2 separate regions of the Arachis hypogaea genome follow, and region 1 is linked to region 2. Evidence: chromatin contacts called from public Hi-C data. All regions are on one chromosome and are shown on one strand. The core of a region is the stretch at or near the end of the contact, and the rest is flanking DNA. Distances in the headings are between cores, read along the strand shown.

The links. A called contact is a pair of places that touch in the nucleus more often than the background predicts.
Region 1: a Hi-C map of an unstated tissue shows a contact between it and region 2, with 6 times the contacts expected there. The contact joins two enhancer-like sites. A contact is called at or near these places in 5 of 8 Hi-C or Micro-C datasets (leaf and an unstated tissue).

The regions. Positions count from the first base shown.
Region 1 is chr17:27,133,933-27,139,446 of arahy.Tifrunner.gnm2.J5K5, forward strand. LOC112766030 (a long non-coding RNA gene) reads right to left here. Exons shown (of 3, transcript XR_011875089.1): 3 at 1-615. Among protein-coding and RNA genes, the nearest start is that of LOC112766030, 4.1 kb to the right of the region's middle. Within about 2 kb of position 2,244, at least 1 of the 3 cell types and tissues checked has open chromatin away from gene starts, as enhancers often do.
Region 2 is chr17:27,031,282-27,036,930 of arahy.Tifrunner.gnm2.J5K5, forward strand. No RefSeq gene overlaps it. Among protein-coding and RNA genes, the nearest start is that of LOC112765166, 8.0 kb to the left of the region's middle. Within about 2 kb of position 4,105, at least 1 of the 3 cell types and tissues checked has open chromatin away from gene starts, as enhancers often do.

The DNA of each region.
Region 1 (5,514 bases), core at 994-3,493, 100 kb after region 2:
GTTTATAAGCCAATTTGGCAACATAAGTAATTAACAAGTAAAAGCATTAGAGTAAATAAAAGTAGAAGAGAACATAAAGTAAAGGAATATTGAACCTGGAATTGGAGAAAACGAAGGAATCCTAATCCTAAAATCTAAGAGAAATCTTAATCCTAAATCCTAAGAGAGAGGAGAGAGCCTCTCTCTCTCTAAAACTACATCTAAACCTAAAATTATGAATTATGAATGTTGTATCAATTGTTGCTTTGATTCCCCCATTCTCTGGCTTCTATTCTGTGTTTCTGGGCTTGGATTTGGACCGAAAAAGGGCCCAGAAATCGCTGGGGTGACTTCTGCAATTTTCTGCACGTGACGTTCGTCACGCGTGCGCGTCATCTGGAGTTTTTCCTTGTCACGCGTACGCGTCAGTCACGCGTACGCGTCGCTTGTGCTTTTTGCTTGGCGCACGTTTGCGTCGTCCATGCGTGCGCGTCACCTGTGTTCTGCGCGAGGCACGCGTCCGCGTCGTCCATGCGTGCGCATCGCTGCTATTTCTTCAAAAACTCCATTTTGTGCTTTCCTTCCATTTTTGCATGTTTCCTTTCTGTCCTCTAAGCCATCCCTGCCCTATAAAGCCTGGAAATACTTAACACACAGATCACGGTATCAAATGGTAATAAAGGATAATTAAAATTAATATTTTCAAGGCATAGGAAACATGTTTTCACATATATCATATAATAAGGAAGGAATTGTAAAACCATACAAATTTTATAAATAAGTGGGTGAAGAATTGATAAAAACACTCAATTGAGCACAAGATGAATCATAAAATAGTGGTTTATCAACAGTCAAAGTGGTAAACTTCAGGAACATGCTCAGGGCTCAAGCGACCCTCTTCTTTCAGCCCCAAGTATTCAAAATATGCTCTCTCCTTCGTCATCCGCCATGACTCCCCAATGCAGCGAATATAAGTCAAAGCCTTAAAATAAAAAAATCGAACTTTGAATTGAAAGCTACCAAATAAACTAAATTTGCGAGTTCCCACGATTTTTGGATCAGTGGGGAGAAGTTTTTTTCTCCATATATATATATATATATATATATATATATATATATATATATATATATATATACCTGCTTGATGACAAAAGAACCTGTGGAATTGAGAACGATGAAGACGAAGTTAAGGTTGCCAACTCCAACTTCTTTGACGGACAAGGTGTCAAAGTCGTTGCCGATCTTAGAGGAGAGGGCCGGCACTGATTTTATGTATTCGATGAGGCATGAACGAGAAGGTTTTTGAACCGAGATACCCAGATGAAGAATAATTTTGGTTTTTTGTTTTTTTAATATGTTTAACATAGATGAAGAACAATTTTGATTTTTTTTTAATATGTTTTTGCTTTGTTGTTTCAATTATTTGAAACTATAAAATTAGGATTAATTGAATTCTAAAATTTGATTAATTTAAAAGGGTATTTTTGTCTAATCAAATAAAGGAAGGATGTTTAAGTCTTTTTATAAAATTAAATAAATAAATGTTTTTTATTTTTATTTAATTAAAATGGTGTTTTAGTAAAAATGGTGATATACTATATATTTAAAAAAGAAAAAATTAAATATTGACGTGGAAAATAAATTCCACATGTCTTATTGTTATTTGTCCATATTTTAAACGCATCGATACGTATGCATTTATCATCGTACCGTAACAAACACCTAAAAATATTGTTATATAAGAATTGGTACAGAATAATTATGATTTTTTTTTAATTTCTATGAAATTTAAACTAAATCAAATATTTAAATAGTACCATTAAAATTAAAAAGTGCAATCCATCTAATACTTTTTCAATAAATACAACGTAACACTAAAATTTTTAATTCAGTTTGGCTTTTTTAAATAATTATAATTAAAATTAAGATCTATGTTACAAATCTAGCTAATCTAATTTTAGTATAACACACACCACTTCAAAGGTTTAAGTTTCCGCGGCAAGAGTGGTCAAAATGGTCAGTAAGAGAAAAGTTTACAACAGTATTTCCCACTTTGCTGGGCTCACTACTCTCATAACTAATGTGATTCACAAACTCAATAATTGTTCAGGAAGAATATAATGCACTTTAAAATTCATAAAAGTTACATAAGCGTTATATATTAATAAATAATAAAAGTTGATCACAAGACAAAAAGGATAAGCTTAAACTAAATATATGTTAGGTAAATATATCTCTAGAATCTATACATACACGTGGGTTCATCATATTCATATACATGTTCCCATCGTTCTAACTTCTTTGTCTACATATCTTAGCCAGGACCCAAGTCTAGCAGTAATTTGTTGTGCACCACAATTTTAAAATTTAACAATGTTTTATGTTTTTATCCTGAGCATAAAGGAAAACATGGGAGACAAGATAAATGGTTCTACTAAGTACTATCTCACTCTCTGTCGCAGGGTACCACATGTGATGTGCCCTTTCCTCCTTTAGTAGATAAGGCTTTCCATACTTGGAACTCGCCTAATTTTAATTTCGGTCTACATAATTTCATAAAATAAAATAACTATATCTCCATATTATAAGATCCAATTTGGATTTTTGTTAGATGAAAAAATTAGTAAAGTATATAATTAAGATCCAAAATTATTAAAACAACTGGCTTAATAAGAGTTTACTCGCTATAAACAATTATCTTTTGTTTTTGGTTCTTAATTTTTTATCTAATAAAATTTAAAATGTTGTCTATTTTAGTTTTTATTGTTAATTTGTTTTGTTCAATTGGACATTAGTTGTTTTATATTTTGTCGTTAAAAGATTTTAGCGGCAATTACATAATTATTAGCAAAGACCTTTTTAATAGTTACAAAAAGTATATAATTATAATTATAAGATATAATAACAATGAACAAATATATAATTGTCACAAAATATAAATTAAATAAGACATATAGTAGCTATTATATTATTATCACTAAAAATTTATTACAATGATATTAAAAAATGCAGAAAAGGAAATCAAGCTAGCTAGGTGACTTTGGATCCTTTCACATGGACAGCAAAGTGGAAGTAAAAAGAGGAGGTACTAAGAGATAGAAGCTTAAATATCTAGTTAGAAAAGGAGCTGAAACTGATTTATACAACAAAATAACAGAAAATAAGCGTGAAACAGATGTTTTGGAGAAAGAAGGGAGAGTATGGAAGTAGAAAAACAGAAGAGTAGAGGTGTTGAAAGGCTAGAGAGTGCCAGCCCAAATTTGGCACCCCAGTGGTCATGAAGATAATGAATTACCAGATTTTACAAAAACTCCTGAAAGTTCACAACATTAAAGGGATAAAGAATTCCCATTTTTTCGAGTTCTTGTTCTTATGCAAAACTAAGAATCAACACTCGTTTGTGAAGACTCAGAAGAGGAAATGTGATTTTCTAATAGTGTGTTGATTCAACCCCAATAGCACAAGTAATGGACTGACTTTAGCATGGAAGGAGGACGTTAAAGTAGAAATTAAAAGTTGCCATAATTTTTTCATATACTTTAATGTTCAGGAATATGAGAAGCAAATTAAATAGGATATGATAAATGTGCACTTAAATAACTACAATCAGATTAGAGATCATCAATATATAAGGATATTGGACTTAATAAGGAGAGCTGGGGATAGATATCTGGTTATTGGGGATATGAATGCTATAATGGTTGGTCATGAAAAAGAAGTGAGTGAGGGAAAAGTTTCCTCAATCTATGTAGAAGTTTTAAAATTTTATTAATCAAGGCAGATTGGCAAATATGGGTTTTATAGGGGACAAATTTACATGGTGGAATAGAAGCTATCGAGAGAGAGCAATTCGTGAGAGGCTAGACAAAGCACTCATTTCGATCAGACTTAGGGAGAAATACCCTATAGCTACCATTACTCACTTGGAGGATAATGACTCAGACCACAAACCCTTACTACTTCAATCGAACCCTAAATCTTTCAAAACTGAGAGACGGTTCAGGTTTCAAGAAAGGTGGCATGCGGAGGAGCAGATAAATATAATTGTGAAGGAAGCATGACATATGAACATTCAAGGCTATCTTATGTTTCAATTGTTTCAAAAATTAAAATGGTACAGCACTGAAATGGTGAAATGGCAAGCTTTAGGGGCCAGTAACTCGAAGAGAATGTTTGAAACATACACTAGAAACTAAATTGAGAGTAGCAAAAGAAAACCCAGAAAATGTTAAAAGGGAGGAAATTCTGCAAAAAAGAGGAATAATTGAACAATGCCTATAATATGAAAGAATTAGAAAGGGGATTAAAATACTAGATTTTTCACTCAAAAAATAAAGACAAGAATAGGAGGAACAAGTTGTAAATGTTGGAAGATGAAGAAAGTAATTGATGTACTACCCCGACAACAATTAGAGCTAGAGCTCAGAGATATTTTAAGGAGCTTTTCAAGACAAAAATCTAGAGTCAAGTGGTTGAATTGGGAGGGATCAAAGTACTAAATTTTTCACTCAAAAAATAAAGACAAAAATAGGAGGAACAAGTTGTAGATATTGGAGGATGAAAAAGGTCATTGATGTACTATCCCAACAACAATTGGAGCTAGAGCCCAGAGATATTTTAAAGAGATTTTCAAGACAAAAATTCCTCAAAATCTATCTCATCTCTTAATAGATTTTGATCAGAAGGTGACTTCAGCTAATAACCAAAACCTCACATGTTCGGTTAGTGAAGAAGTAATTAAAAGAGCAGTGTTCTCCATCAACCTCGAAGCTGCTTCTGGGGATGTTGGGTTCACTACAAAGTTCTATCAATTTTACTGGGAGACGTTGAAGATTGATGTATGTAAAGTGGTCAAGAGTTTTTTTGGAGGAAGTAAAATGTTAAAAAGTTTCAACCACACTCAGATATGTCTAATTCCAAAGACTCAAAATGCTTCGACCATGGGAGAGATAAGACTGATCAACCTAAGCACAATGTTCTATAAGATTATATCTAAGGTAATAGTTCACAGATTGCAGCCTCTGATATGTCGACTCATAAGCGACAACCAAAGTATGTTTATCTAGAGAAGGCTTATCAGTAATAACGTGCTGGTGACTCATGAATGCATACACTTTTTGAAGAACAAGAGTTATGGTGGATTTGACACAACTTTGAAGCTTGACATGAGTAAGGCCTATGATAGTGTCAAATGGGATTCTATGTGGTTCATGATGAGAAAAATGAATTTTTGTGAAAGATGGATAGAATGGGTTAAAGAATGTGTATTTACTACTTCTTATTCTGTTATTGTAGAAGGGCCGATTGATTTTTTTAAACTAAGTAGAAGACTCCGTTAAGGTGATTCCATCTCTCTCTACCTTTTCTTATTTTTTGCAAAAGAACTTTCCTATCTACAACACAAAAAAGAATAGAATCACCTATACCAGGGGCTGAGACTGAATAATAGATGCCCATCTATTAATCATCTGCTATTCACAGACGATTCTATCCTATTTTGTAAGGCTTCTCATAAGAGTTGTGAGAATTTGCTTA
Region 2 (5,649 bases), core at 2,855-5,354:
ACTCAAATTTAAATTTAAATTTAAAATTGATTAACAACTCATTTTTTTATTTCAATAAAAAATAAATTAATTAGATACAAAATATTCAGCATTTAATAATTTCAATTATTTAAATTTTAATTACCAAAAATTGGATTAAAAATTAATTATAAACTTAGTAATCAATAATATATATATTATATTAGTAGGTAAATAATAATATCCAATATATTAATTATTTAATTTTTTTTGACAGAATTAATGTATAATCTATTGAGGATTTTATTATCCAAAATTTCATAAACTTTGTAATATGTGAAAATAGTGATTTTATTTTTTATTATTATTTAAGAAATTCTTCACAATTTTTAATTATGTATTTAACTTAATTAATAATTTTTATTATTTCTTTTATACTAAAAAAATATCAATTTATACTATTTACATATTTTTCACTACTAATAAATAAATAAATATTTGTACTATTATACTTATTGTCCTAGATAATGACTTAAGTTACTTATTTTGTATGTTAAATAATATTTTGTATGTTAAATTTATTAAATATTAAGATGAAAAAATTATTCAATAAATTATATAAATAGTCATTACAGAAAAGAAAAAAAATTATATATCATATATAATAATTTTTTATATATATAGTGTCATGTTAATATTAAGATTATCTATTTTAATTATGTGAGTGATTATTGTTATTTTCACTTTTTCGTTACATTAGAAAATAATATTTAAAACTAAAAAAGATATAATTAATTTTTTTAACTTGAATTAAAAAATGTCTTGTAAATATTAAGTGTTATAATATTAAAAAATTTTCAACTTTTACATATAGTAAGTGTTATAATATTAAATAGTATAGTATTTGTTATAACAATGACTCAAAATATTAATCCAAAATATATTTGGGCCTATTAAGACCTCAATGCAAGCAAGATCAATTAAAATTCATTGTTAGGGTCTCAAATCCGACTTACGTTCATTACCTTAAATGCCCAATACAGATAAAGTCCACATATCCCCTCCTAAATCGGCTCAGATTGGATCCCATTGCTAGTTAGATATGGTAATGAGTACTCAGGAGAACGTGAGAAGCCCCCTTCCCATCCTCACTCCTATTTTAAAAAAAAGCCCAATTCCTTATCTCTCATAGCAAGTTCCTGTTTAATTATCCCTTAGGGAACGTAGATCTCCTCGAGTATCTACGAATATTCTTTGAAAACTTTTGAAAAAAATTAACACAAAAAGACATAATATAATAACATAAAATAATCAATTCAATATAATTCAACACAATTTATAACATATTCGTTATAAAAGATAACATTTTAAAAGGAGAAAACATAAAAACATATTCCAACATAATAACATAACATAATTTTTTGGGACGATACTGAGCGACATAGTGACAAACTTGAGAAGTAGAGAAAGTGAGTTAGAGAGAGAGGATTGAGGCTGAGAATGAGTCTGGAAGGAAAAGGAAGAATTTGAATTCGAGACAGAAATTAGGGTTACTAAATTCAAGAAATGGATTTATGTATATATAAATTAGGATAAATTAATAATTTTATATTCTCGTATATTTAATAGGTTCTATGCGGCGGGTACTTATGTTCATGTCCCATTAGGGGTGACAAACGGAAAAGCCCGCCATCTGGTGGGCTGGCCCGCCCCGCCCCACCTAGTAAGGCGGTCCTGAATTTCTCCCCCGTCCCGCCTAATGGTACGCTGGCGAGTTGGCGGGTTCTCCTTTTTTTTTATAAACCATTAAATATTAAACAATATATATAATTTCCCAACAATTTCAATAAATTTATAATTTCTAAAAACATAAAAAAATTATAATTTTTAAATTCACGCATATTAAAGTGTTTATAATTATAAATATGTAATAAACATAATTATAAACTAAATTTATTGAAACAAAATAATAAAATCAACATTGTCTAAAATAAAATAAATATTGTCCAAAATATATTATTAAAAAATTTTCAAGTTTATAATCAATCAAACATAAAATATAATCCAAAATATAACAGAAAAAATTATATATAATAGAGTAAAATTATATTAATATTTTTATATATTATATATAAATTATAATTCAAATGGTAACTTCATATTTTTATCCAAATTTACACTTCTATATCAGTTTTGATATTATTCATGGTAACTCCGTATTTTTATAATTTAATTAATAAAAATGATGACATTAATATTTTTTCATAAGTCTTGTTATTATTTATAGTTAGAAAATAGCCATAAATAAATTTATTTCCTTAATAAATGTTAATTTTATCGTCAAATTATATATTACCTTTAAAATTTTAGCGTAATTGAGTCTAATTTCTACATTTTAAAATGAATTTACATGAAAAAATTAATACGTAAATCACATTATTATTACAAAATTATTTTTTAAATATAATTAGTGGTGCTTATTTGAACTATTAAAGTCAACTTATTTTATTATCTTGTACCTTCAAAGAATTTACACATCCGACATAAAAATATAACAATTGAAAAAAAATCATTACAATGGGTATATTTATTTTAACAAATATTCTTCTATCTAATACTATAAAAAATACATTGGCCACTTTGAATTGCTACAGGTCAACTTCTATCCACAGTAGTAGAATGTCTAAATTGAGATATATTCATCAAACAAACAATCAATAAAATATTCATCTGTACTTTCTCATTTTGGGTACATTTATATATAAAAGAAATTATACATACAGGAAAAAAAAGAAGAAAATAAGAGTTGAAAACTTGAAATAGTAAGAGCGATAAAAATCACGATTCTTATAATTTTGTGTGGCCATCTATATATAATAGACCAGACAACTATCATTATCTAACAAAATTAATTTGTATTTATTGCACTCAACTTGAATAAGTAAGAAATTATCTTATTTTAATTTAGTCATTAATTCACATAATTTGAATTTAGCTCAATATATATGATTTATTTTTATTTAATTATTAGTTGAAAATATCTCAATTGTCTATTTTATTCATAGATTTATTATTTTAATAACTAATAAATTAATCAAATTAATTAATTAGTACACACAATAAATTTAGTTTAATAAATTAAAAGAAATAAATTAAAAAATACTATCAGAATATTACAATAAATAATTTAGGAAATATTACCAAAGCAAATTGATATAAATTATAATAAATTATATATCTAATCAAATCAATTAGTTGATATAGTTAGTTTATCGTAATAACTTGTATTTAATGAGTTAAAAGAAATAAATAGGGAAACACTCTCAGAAGCATGCCACGTCAGCTCCATCATTAAGTGCAAAAATCTGATTTTTATATAGATATAATAGATATAATAGATAATAGATAATAGATATAATAGATATAATAGATAATAGATAATAGAATAGATAGATATTTAATGAGTTTAAAGAAATAAATAGGGAAACACTCTCAGAAGCATGCCACGTCAACTCCATCATTAAGTGCAGAAATCCGATTTTTATATAATATATAATATAATATAATATATAATAGATATAATAGATAATAGATAATAGAATAGATAGATATTTAATGAGTTAAAAGAAATAAATTGGGAAACACTCTCAAAAGCATGCCACGTCAGCTCCATTATTAAGTGCAGAAATCCGATTTTTATATAATAGAATAGATTAGTGGAATTGAAATTAAGATTTTATTTTATTTAGTACTATTTATATTTTATTGGTTTGTTAATTTAATTCTTTAAGACAAAATATTAAAATATTCAATAATTATTAGTATGATTATATTTGTGTAGATTTGATGAAGAATTCACAAGTTGTAACCTTCGAAACTCCACCAAAAAATATGTTAAAATTTAAATATAAATATCATTATATAATTTTATATTTAAATTATTGGTTCCTTCAAAAATTCTCTTCAAGCTTCACCACTTAAGAAGGGGTCGAAAACCCAAAAGAAACCCAACTGACAAAAAAAGGAACATCCATAAGGAAAAAAAAAAAGAACAATAAACATAGGCAAAATAAAACAGTGAAGTTTTTATTGTTCTTAGGATAAATATTTTTCAAGCTACAGAAAAGGGCCGAAGGTCCAAAAAAGAAACTAAAGAACAACAAACATAGATAAAGCGAATAGAGACCCCATAAAATATCATTTCTAAGGCTCATTTGATTAAGACAAAAACAAAAAGCTAATTTGATTTGGGTTTGTTTTGGACAGGTTTCGTCTTCAGCTGAATTTTAAACTTGTGAGATTGTTGAAATTTTGGGCTTTACTAGTTTTCGAGTTTGCTGGTATGTGAGATTTTTTTATTGTTTTGGATAGAAAAAATTGAACTAAAGGGTAAAAGATAAATAGGTCCCTGACTTTTTAAAATGCGGACATTTTCGTCCCTCAAGATTGAAAAAATACATTTCGATCCCTCACATTTTAAAACGGCGGACAATTATACCCCTCCGTCCATTTTGGGCCAAAAACGGCAACGGAACCAGCTGACATGGAGGGGTAGAGAATGACGTGTCCGTTACACTTGCTGAAGTGGATTGGGACGAATTTTTAGTGGACAAATTCGTCCCTTAAGTGCAAAACAATTATTCTTCCCTTATTGCTGAAATTAGCACAGAAACAATTATTCACAAGTTAAATGTGAACATACAATTTAGGATCTAATCCCAATTCTGAATCCTCTTTCTTCAACCTCATAATAAAACATTACTCTTATTAATTCACCCACTCACATAACAAAAGAAAAGTCTATACAATAATCAATGCAAGCCACCAAGAACTGAATAAGTGGGTTGAATCATTGCAAAAAGCGCCTTTGACCATCCAAGAAGAAAACAGAACAGATCATGCCACTCAACTCTAAAGGATGAAGGAACAAACCTAAGGTACAAACTCAGAATTTCTAAGAAACAACCAAGTTGAACATTCATAAATACTAAAACACGTAAGAATGGATCCATGTATTCATTTCAAATTTATATTTAAGAGTTCAAATTAAAAATAGAGCACAAAATTATTTTATCAAAACAAAATCAAGCAACTAAGAATCATAAAAGTTACATTACATAAGCAATAGAAGAAAGTATAAAAAAAAAAAAAAAATCAAGAATAGAAAATCACACAAAAATCACCATGAACAACCGAGAGAGAATAAGTAAATACATCTTTCAACTAATGGTGCAATTTAGTAGCAAAGGACCAAAACACACGACAGAAAGAACCTACTTGTTATTGGGGCATTTCATCAAGTATGTTAAACGCAGTCATGTAAAAAAAAAATACATTGACCAAACGCATCAATTTATCATCCCCGTGAACACTACGATAAGATCAAGAGAAACTATAACCAAAAAGAAAATACCTACGACAAGTTAAGAGGAAGAAAGAAGCGAACCAGAGAGGCACAGAGAGAGATAGAGAGGAAAAGCGAGCGGCGACTGAGATGGCGTAGCGACGACAGAGACTATGGCGACTGAGGGGCTTAGCATGAGCCACACCTCCCAAAGTGTTTCCAGGTCTTGTGCATGAAGAACCCCCCACTCGCCATGGACGATCGCACAAGCAGCAGGCATGGCTTCCGCCTTGCATTTTGATGAAATAGGGCTCACTCATGCTTACGGCGTCGTTTTGCACTTAAGG